Regions from separate parts of the Solanum lycopersicum genome. Here region 1 is linked to region 2. A link is a contact called in public promoter capture Hi-C data. All regions are on one chromosome and are shown on one strand. The core of a region is the stretch at or near the end of the contact, and the rest is flanking DNA. Distances in the headings are between cores, read along the strand shown. Region 1 holds the start of LOC101265111 (transcription factor DIVARICATA). Region 2 holds the start of LOC101263985 (protein yippee-like).

What was found. Promoter capture Hi-C pulls out the DNA fragments that hold promoters and counts their contacts.
Region 1: a promoter capture Hi-C map of leaf shows a contact between it and region 2, with 4 times the contacts expected there. The contact joins the promoter of LOC101265111 here to the promoter of LOC101263985 in region 2. A contact is called at or near these places in 1 of 1 promoter capture datasets (leaf) and 1 of 1 datasets of contacts at active chromatin or transcription factors (leaf).

What each region holds. Positions count from the first base shown.
Region 1 is chr3:55,199,691-55,204,387 of SLM_r2.1, reverse strand. LOC101265111 (transcription factor DIVARICATA) reads left to right here and starts at 1,868. Exons shown (of 2, transcript XM_004235209.5): 1 at 1,868-2,521; 2 at 2,700-3,316. The coding sequence starts at 2,142. The coding sequence ends at 3,186. It overlaps LOC138347684, which reads left to right and starts at 4,386. Exons shown (of 1, transcript XM_069295987.1): 1 at 4,386-4,697. The coding sequence starts at 4,386. LOC109119836 (a long non-coding RNA gene) reads right to left here and starts at 488. Exons shown (of 2, transcript XR_002027371.3): 1 at 1-488.
Region 2 is chr3:55,036,567-55,041,459 of SLM_r2.1, reverse strand. LOC101263985 (protein yippee-like) reads right to left here and starts at 3,214. Exons shown (of 9, transcript XM_019212974.3): 1 at 2,977-3,214; 2 at 2,072-2,115; 3 at 720-828; 4 at 577-632. The coding sequence starts at 3,072.

The DNA.
Region 1 (4,697 bases), core at 619-3,118, 160 kb before region 2:
TAGAATTAGGAAATCAACCATCAACAAATCCTAATTTACTACGACCTACAAGTCCAATCCTGAATGATCTACTCCATAGTGCACAACTCTTAGATCCAGTAAACTGAAGAGAGACTAAAGAGCTACCTAAAGAATCTGTGTGTTGCAGGAAAGGATGATATGATCGAGTATTGAAAATGTAGCCATTGGAGGAGCAACATTACTTCCACTTTTAATAGATGTTTCAATCGCCATTTGTAGAGAATTGAAGCACATTAATCAACTTTGTGATACTTCCTTTGGAGTTAATTCTGAAGCACAGATGAACTCTGAGTATCTAGTAGTTGAGAACACTGCGAAGTTACCCTACATCAATAGCTCTGATACCATGAAAGTTCCATTAGTGGAGGTTTGGATCACACTAAAGTGTATGAACCAATGAAAATAGAAGGAAGAAGAAACTATATTATTCTCTCAATATTTCACTGTTACATTGATTCATTTAACTTGTTCCTTTACATTTAGATGAACACCTCTATTTATAGAATAGGATTGTAACAAACTTCCTAATTGATTATAGAAGCTTTTAGAACTCTTCTAACAACTTGACTCACTTCACACCATTTAACTTGTTTTCACCTTTATTGCTCAACACTATTCAAAGTACAAGAGTTTAAAGATTTTATTTTGATTACGAATTCAGATATATTTTTTAATATAAAATTTATACATTCAAAAACTACATAATTACAAATCAACACAAGTTATAATTTTAAAAAAAATTTAAAAAAAATATTGTGAAAAAAGATGTTGTTTCACTTCCCAAATAGTTAATACTTTCATATAAGATAGGACAAAATAAAAGTAAAAAATAGAAATCCTTAAACTGGATGGACATCATCATCCAATAAGTTATATTAAAGAAAATTCGACCTCAGTCTAAAGTATTAGAATTTGAACTCCGATAGACAATACCCTTTATTATGAATGATTTAAAAATCTTATTCAAAATAAAGAGGTCTATGCCAAAGATAAAAGGGTACCACATGTATATATATTTAATTAAATTCAAATATAAGCTTTTTCACTTTTGCATATACATTTTTTCTTATTTGCATTTCAAAGTAAAATAAGTAAAACGAGATTGTTAAAAGAACAAAAGAATATAACGATATCATTATTGATTCACTTACAAGGAATTCAGTTGATCAAATTTAAAGACAATCTATTCTTACATGAGAGTCTGAGAGATAACACCTTCTATTCTAAGAAGGTAAAGGAAGAGATAACATGATCTATAGAAGTCCTTTGTGCTAACATAAAATGGCTATGCATCCCTTCTTTTCAATTGACTTTTTACATATATTTTTTTTAAAAGAATTATTTAAAAAGAATGTATCTTTTAGTTTTACAACTTTTCAGTTTTAACTTTTCATACTGACATGTTCAAGATCATAAAATTAAATAATTAATAATATTTTGATACATTTTAAATATTTTATCTATTCACTTTTACTTGCCCACTATATCCAAAACATATTTTCATACTTTTACTTGTTACTTTTTCTATGTTTTCACTTTTACCCTTTAGCACTAGTCCTTAAAACATTTTTCAAGATCTAATACTAAACTTCAGTTAATAGGGCACAGTATGATAAATTAGTCATACTAATCATTGTTTTCTTAATGGAAGTATCAAGTCTTAATAAGATCGTATAATTTTTTCCCCTCAAGTTACATATCAAATTAAAACGAGACAAAAAGGTGAAGGGATTACTTTTTAAAACCTCATGCACTAACGTCGCTGATATTTAACATTAAAATAGAAACGTGTAGCATGTAATATTACACCTATATATCTAATCTTACGACTGGTGGACCCATCGTCCGATCGATGTCTCCTTTTTATTATGAGTTTTTGTTCCACTCATCATTTCATTTCATATAATTCATTGATAAATTCGTTGCCACTGTACAATTTTATCAGTTTTCTGTGTTGTAATTTTTGATTCTGAATTACAATATTCTGTGTTACAACAAAAGGGTATTCTTATTCCCCAGTATATGATTCTGATCAATTAATTACAACTACCTTTGTGGGAATCTTATCATATATACTAACCTAGCTAGCACATCACTTTTGTTTTGTGAAATTGTGTGGAATGGAAACTTTATTTTCTACTTCTTCTTTATCAAATTCAAGTTGGATGAACAAGAATAAGAGAGAATGGACTAAAGAAGAGAACAAGCAATTTGAAAGTGCTATTGCAATCTATGATGAGAAAACTCCTGATCGATGGTTTAAAGTGGCTGCCCTCATCCCTGGAAAGTCAGTTATTGATGTAATCAATCAATATAAAGAACTCGTTTCAGATGTTTATGATATTGAAGCTGGATTGGTACCAAATCCTGGCTATTTCGCCTCTTCGATTACGTTGGAATTGGTTGATCATTGTGGATTACAAACATTCAGAAAAAGAGGGAGTAAATCATCTGATCAAGAAAGAAAAAAAGGTGTACCATGGACTGAAGAAGAACACAGGTCTGCTGTTTCCTCTTCACTCTGTTTTCCTTCTTAAATTGTTGTTGCTTCTAATGTTAATATACAGGGGCGGATCTAAGGAAAACGACAGGCCCCTCGTCAAAAGATTACACTTGTAGATTTTTGAATTTCTTAAACGACTGCATTATTTCTTATATACCATTTTTTTTTTGTATAGGAGATTTCTGATGGGACTTGAGAAGTATGGAAAAGGGGATTGGAGGAACATATCGAAGAAAATGGTAATTTCTAGAACTCCAACTCAAGTAGCTAGTCATGCTCAGAAATACTATCAGAGACAGATTTCAGGGGGCAAAGATAAGAGGAGGCCTAGTATTCATGACATTACCACTGTCCATATCACAGCGGACTCTGCGTCCCCAAATAACCTACTATATAACATCAATTCCTTTTCTAAAGAAAAAAAATTATATGCAACACACAACTCCTCTTTCCAGAAAACCACAACGCCAGACATAGTCAACTGTTGGAATGCTAACTTATCAAATGATCATGAAGATGTGATGGATTTTGGATCATCATTTGTCGCCTATCCGTATGAGATTGCTTCACAGTCTTGGGATGAACATGGAATTGACGACATTACTATGAATGCTGATTCACAACTCCAGTTCCAATCAACAAGATATCAGATATGGGGTTGAAAAATGTACTCACTCTGTTTTAATTTGTAATCTTGGTTATTAAATTATTAATTAATGTAACTCAAGTTTAGTTGGTCTAATTTGTATCTCACTCTTTCAGACTTCAAATGAAAATATTCTGATCAAGTAATTGTGACTGCGTTCAATTGAACCTATTATTTTTAGCATTAAGTGCACAACCCTGAAAAGTAGGAGTATTAAATTTTGATTCCTTCTTTTCAAAGAATTCATAATAGATTAAATTTCGAATTTAGTATAACATGTTCAAATAAAACTTAATTTATAATAGATTAAATTTCAAATTCAATATAACATGTTTAAATAAAACTTACGTTCGAAAAAGCTATTTGAAGATATAACTTAAATCGGAAACATTGTATTGTTACGCTCATTTATAATCAAATATAATCTTTGGGTTGTTGCTATGATTTTTGTTTCTTGTCGTGGCCAAACATAAAAGTTTTTTTCTTTCCCAAAAAATTGCATAGAATTTTTGCATATTGAAAAACTGTGTGACGATTCCTTCGGCGGGAGGTTTTCCACTAGCTAATAATAGTAGCCCTTTTAGAGTAGTGCAGCAACTTTTATCTTTTTGTTTTGCTTATTTTCTTAATACAAAAGGCAAAAATGGGACCTCTTGACCTGTGTATGTACAAAGACGCTGACCCCTTTTTCCTCCATTTTCTTAAAACATTAGGCATGTAACTGGAAGCAGACGCCAGTCCAAATCAGTCACAATATCTTTAACAAATATCACTTTGCACAACATCAATCTGATTGGAACTGGAGATCATGTTGATACTACCTTTATTGAGTTTAAGGGCCGGTTTGGCCATAAATTTTGCAAGTAAAACTTGGAAAAAAACTTGGCAAATTTTGTTTATTCATACATTTTTTAATTATTTGGCAAATTTTCCAAATTCCCAAATACTAGAAAAAACTAGTATTTGGGCCAAATTTCATTATTTGGAAAGTTTTAAAAATTCAATTTTTACCCTAAACTTTTTATTTTACAAAAAGAATATATTTATTGACACCAACCAATTCAATTAGCTCCCCATCTGCCAACATTATTTAGTCTTAACGAACTAGCTACTAAATAAAACATGAATTGCATTTATTTTATTTTGGTAGATAAATATTACGTTGTTGATGTTGGTCTACGGAACACAAGATGATTTTTAACTCCATTCAAAGGAATGCGCTATCATTTACAGGACTACCGAGGAAGTGAAAGAGAGCCTAAGAATGGAAAAGAGCTATTTAACTATAGACATGCTTCTCTGCGCAATGTAATTGAAAGAACTTTTGATGCGTGGAAAAGTAGATTCAGAATACTAAGACAAGGCATGAACAATTATGAATGTGACATGCAAGTGAAAATAGTAATTGCTTACGCTGCATTGCATAATTTTTTACGTGAACACCAAAGTAGTGATGGAATATTCAATGAATATGAAAATGATAATATGGTTGTTGATGAAAGTGACGAACTATTGGCTCAGGGTAAC
Region 2 (4,893 bases), core at 1,965-4,464:
ACGACAAATCAATTTATAGTTCTTGGTTTTATTTCAGAAATTCATGTACAGACTACCTTTTTAACTAATACGTGCATAGGTAATACCCGCATAAGTAATATCTGCATAACTAATAGCTGCATAACTCTATTGAGCTACCAAATAACTACCATAAGATCGAAGCAATGAAAGCAGAGTGGTTGCTACTAGTAATGTCTTGTCATTGCAAACAAATACGGGTAGACGGTCATGTTAGTTTGCAACGACACATGGCTGCTTCCATATTATCATACACACTAGAGGACAAGCTTAAAGAAGTTGTAATAGCTTAAGCTATTCAAGAATCCAATGGTCCATAAAGAACTAATAGGGTGGTGGGTTAAAGAATGTACATTTTTGGATAGAATTTTTGTTCTGAATGGTCATCAAACATCATAAGCATCACTTCCTGCAACATGAGTATCATGACTAGCCGAGTAATGGCTTCCATCAGGGCCAGTAATCTTAAACCTGTTGAGTATAAAAGGAAGTACCTCAGTGGGGACTTACCATATGTTCCTAACTCAATTCTAAAGAAAACTGAAGTAATCAACTGACCGCTCAAGCACTGATTTTCCTTCTTTGTACTTTTGGCTCATCTCATGGGCAGTCTCCTGAAAAGAATTGTTATATTAGGAACAACTAAAACTTCTAGCAACTGCCAAACGAAAATGTATAGCATTTTATCGCTCCATACTCACATATTTCCATCCAACAATTGACCCACAACAGACGCAGAAAATGTCTGCCACAGTATGCACACCAGTCATCATCACTCTATCTTCCATCTCGCCAGAAGTGACATTCACCCTGTCAAAAGAAAGAAAAAGCGTATAGAATATACAGAACTACAAGTGCATTATTATTTTGTATGTTTCTGCTAAATGATGAAATAAAATGAAGAGATTTGACAAGAGCAGAACTTTTAAACAGGAAAGCAATTATGTTGAGCACAATATATGTATTTCAGCCATGTAACTATTGTAATGCTGCTACCAAGTGGAAAATAACCTAAGTCAAGTAAGAATTTATTCTATATATTGATGTGTTAATATTTGTACTCCTGGAAAATACATTCAGAAGTACACAATATAATAGTTTGGTAAAATCCCCACTAGGTTTTATGGTGATTCACAATAGATCAAATTCTGGTGCTAATTTGATATTCAATGACATAAATGTATGAATATATACATATAAAGTACCATGTCTTTCACAAACTAAACCTACAAGGTATAGCCCACCTTGTTCAACTTTTCATGTAAACTCAAATATTCTAGGTTGGTTATGAGTTTTGACCTTCCATAACAATAATGACTCGGAACTAATAACAAAATCAAAGATCCTGATAGCAATGTCAATGACACAAATGTATGAAGATATAAATATAAAGTACCGTGTCTTTAACAAACTAAACCTACAGGGTATGGCCTGCCTTGTACACAACTTTTCAGGTGCACTCAAATACTCTAGGTTGGTTGTGACCTTCCACAACAATAATGACTCTGAGCTAATAACAAAATCAAAGATCCTGAGAACTACGTGACCCACGTAGAGTAAAAGCCTAATAATTTGCACATACTCCAGTTGCACTCAACTTCTGAAAAACAAATCTTTTTTCATTTCAAATTATGAAAATTTTGGCTAACTACTACCAAGATGAGTTCTTCAATACTTCATCTTTTTTCACTTTCTAGTTTAACAATGTCCTCCACACCAGTAAAAGAAGGGGTGGAAGTAAAATAAGAGGATTTATATGGTAGCTTTTTTCATCTTTCTGTACCAGAGGTATGGATAAACTTGACCTTAGTAATATCATTTTTCATCTAACCAATCTAAAAATAACTCATGTCCCATCAAATAATGCCAAGAAAAGATTAATAGTTAACAACAATCAGTGCAAATAAATGGTAATTCATACTCTAACAAGAATAAAACCAACAGAAGTTGTAAGTTGCACTGGTGATTTTCATGCTGGAAGTTTAACGATTGGACATGTGAAAATGTCACAAACATATCTGATGATTGAATGTGCAGAATCAAAGAGACTTACACTTTACTGAAGAGATAAGCCTTCCCATGTCTGCAGCGAAAAGACTGAAGGAAAGATCAGAAGGAAAACATAGAGTTAGATTACTTCAGGACTCAGAATGACTACATACATTATATAGGGGCTGAAACAAGGATGTAACATAAACTACAATATAATTAATTGTAGAATCAACAGTTCACTCTATTCAAAAGCATATGAATTTTCTAAGGAACAATAGTTTTAAAGCTGCAACACTTGAAAATGTGCTCTTATTTTATGCTAGAGAAGTCATATGGAATTCTTCACCAGAAATTATGAATGCACATTACAATGAAATTAAGCAAAATGAAGAGACCAAACAAGCACCAAATTGATGAAAAAATAGAAAATAGATCAGTCCCAGGACCTGATCAATGAACTGGGCATAACAATTTATAGTTCGAATATTGAAGCCACAAACATGGATTAAATGGAAAATGCCAATCAAGTATACACCAAGTATCAGACTCAGCAAACAACTCCTCCAATTCTTCACTGGATTAAGCAGAATTATTGTATTGTATGCTATCAGCAATAATAACTACTATTTTTTTTCTAAGTCTCAAAGAATGCTCATACAATCCCTTTTACTCCAAACCCAGCAACTCCACAAAACCCAGCTCTTTGATGCTAAAAATTCATCTCCTTTAGGGAAAAATTACTCAATCTTACACCTTCTTCACTCACATAGCTGATTTAAAGTAGCCAATTTTTATATACATCTAAAATTACTGAAACAGACCAACAACAATCCCTAACAAGTTCTAGAAACAAAACCACCGATCAAGCCAAAGATAGTATTTTTATAACGAAACAAATCAAAATCAAAATTAAATTTCAAGAAATCACAACAACAGAGTGATCAAACAAAAAAGACGGAGGAAAACCTTGGAAACAATGTTTTCAGAAAGGGCAAGATGAGTTCCACAATGCTTGCAGCTGTAGAAGTTGCCTTCAAGAGTCAACACAAATAATCTCCCCATCAAAGATTTTTGAGATCACAAGAAAAGTTGAAGAACTAAAATGGAAAAGGAGTTGTCCAAAAAGGGGTAATAGTTTTTGTTTCACTGGAAGATAGTAAGTAACGTCAAGAAAGGGAAAGGATTCAATGTGTGAGGGACTCTTCGAAAAATTTAATGCTACTTGGCTTTTTCCTTTTTAGTCCATTTAAAAAATGAAAAAGATCAAAAATATTCTCAAAAATGTGAAATGAATAAAATGCTTTCTCCGTTCCATATTAATTTAAGTTTTGATCATTTTTTCATTTTTTAAATTAATCTAAGTTTTCAATTCTCAAGACTATTTCAATTCTCAAGAATATTCTTTCAATTTTACCTTTAAAGTTAGTATTGAAATTAGTTATTATAATTAATGTTTAGTTATTTTTTTAATAATTAATAAGGATAAAAATAAAAAATTATATTTAATTTATGTCCTAATCACTTTTCTTAAACGGTATGAAACACCTCAAAACTTAAGTTAATATGGAATGGTGGGAGTATTATTTATGAACAAAATTACTCGTGCAGTCAATACTTTGGTACAAATACCCTTATCGTTGATAATTTGGTCTAAAAATACCCTATAGTTACTGAATGGATCAAAAATATTATTTTTCGAGTAAATATATTATTTCTTTTCTTTTAAAACACATTTTGTTCCTAATAAATGTTTTGTTTAAGAACTTTATTCTTGTTTTGTTTCTTTTACAATCACTTATAAGTAATAAAAATGTAGGAAATAATTTTTTCTTCATAATCTCATTTTATCAATTAAAATAGAACAACCACGTGTTCTCTTTTTTCACGGATAATATGTCATACTTATAAGATCATAGTAAATAAATAATTAGTTTTTATTTATATAAAGATAAAATAATTATAATAAGATAGGAATTTTTTTATTATTCCAAATTGATGTAGGATAAATATTTACTAATTAAAATTTATATTTGATAAAGAATGTTATAAAAAATAATAATATAATTATGTGAAAATGGTTTTTGACTTATTAAGTAACAAGAAAGACATTTTTGGACTGATGTATTAACTGCAAAAAATAATTTTTTAGATCAAATCATAAATAAAAGACATTTTTGTTCATTTCACATAGTTTAAGGACATTTTTAACCCTCTTTCATTTAGAAGATACTTTTAAGAGTAAAAGAGCACTACAATTTTGTTATTTGTGCTCCTATTTTTGTTATGGAGTATTAGATTTGTATATATCGCAGGCGAGTATCTCGTTTGTATAAAAGGCAATAATTATATGTGTATCGATTAGATAATTATATATATGTAATTACTATGTATATATATATCAATGATTGTGTTTGTGTATCTACATAAAATTTGAATATGTACACAATTGAATCGAAACAAAATATTTGTATATCAAATCTCGCTCGCTCTACACAACATAATTATACATTGTAATTTGTATAATTTGTGTTTGTATAAAATGAGAAAGAGAGAAAGGCAAAAGAGAACTGGTAGGGGAAGATCTTTATTTTTATAATTATAAGTGTATAGAACGAAAATATATAGATTTATGTATACGATTTTCTCTCATTTAGCACTTGGTTCCCTCAAGATCTTCTTGCTGTTGTAAGCAACGAATGATAAGTGTTGTTATTTTGCCTTGTATCAGGTGATCATATGATGCCCTTGTGGTGCAGGATGTACATCAAATAAAGTAGTTAATTGTAGTGTAATATCTCATGTTGATGATGACTAAGCATATTCCACTTGGAATAGTCAACTTTTTAATGTATTTTGTGAATTAGACACAGAGAAAGTGAGATT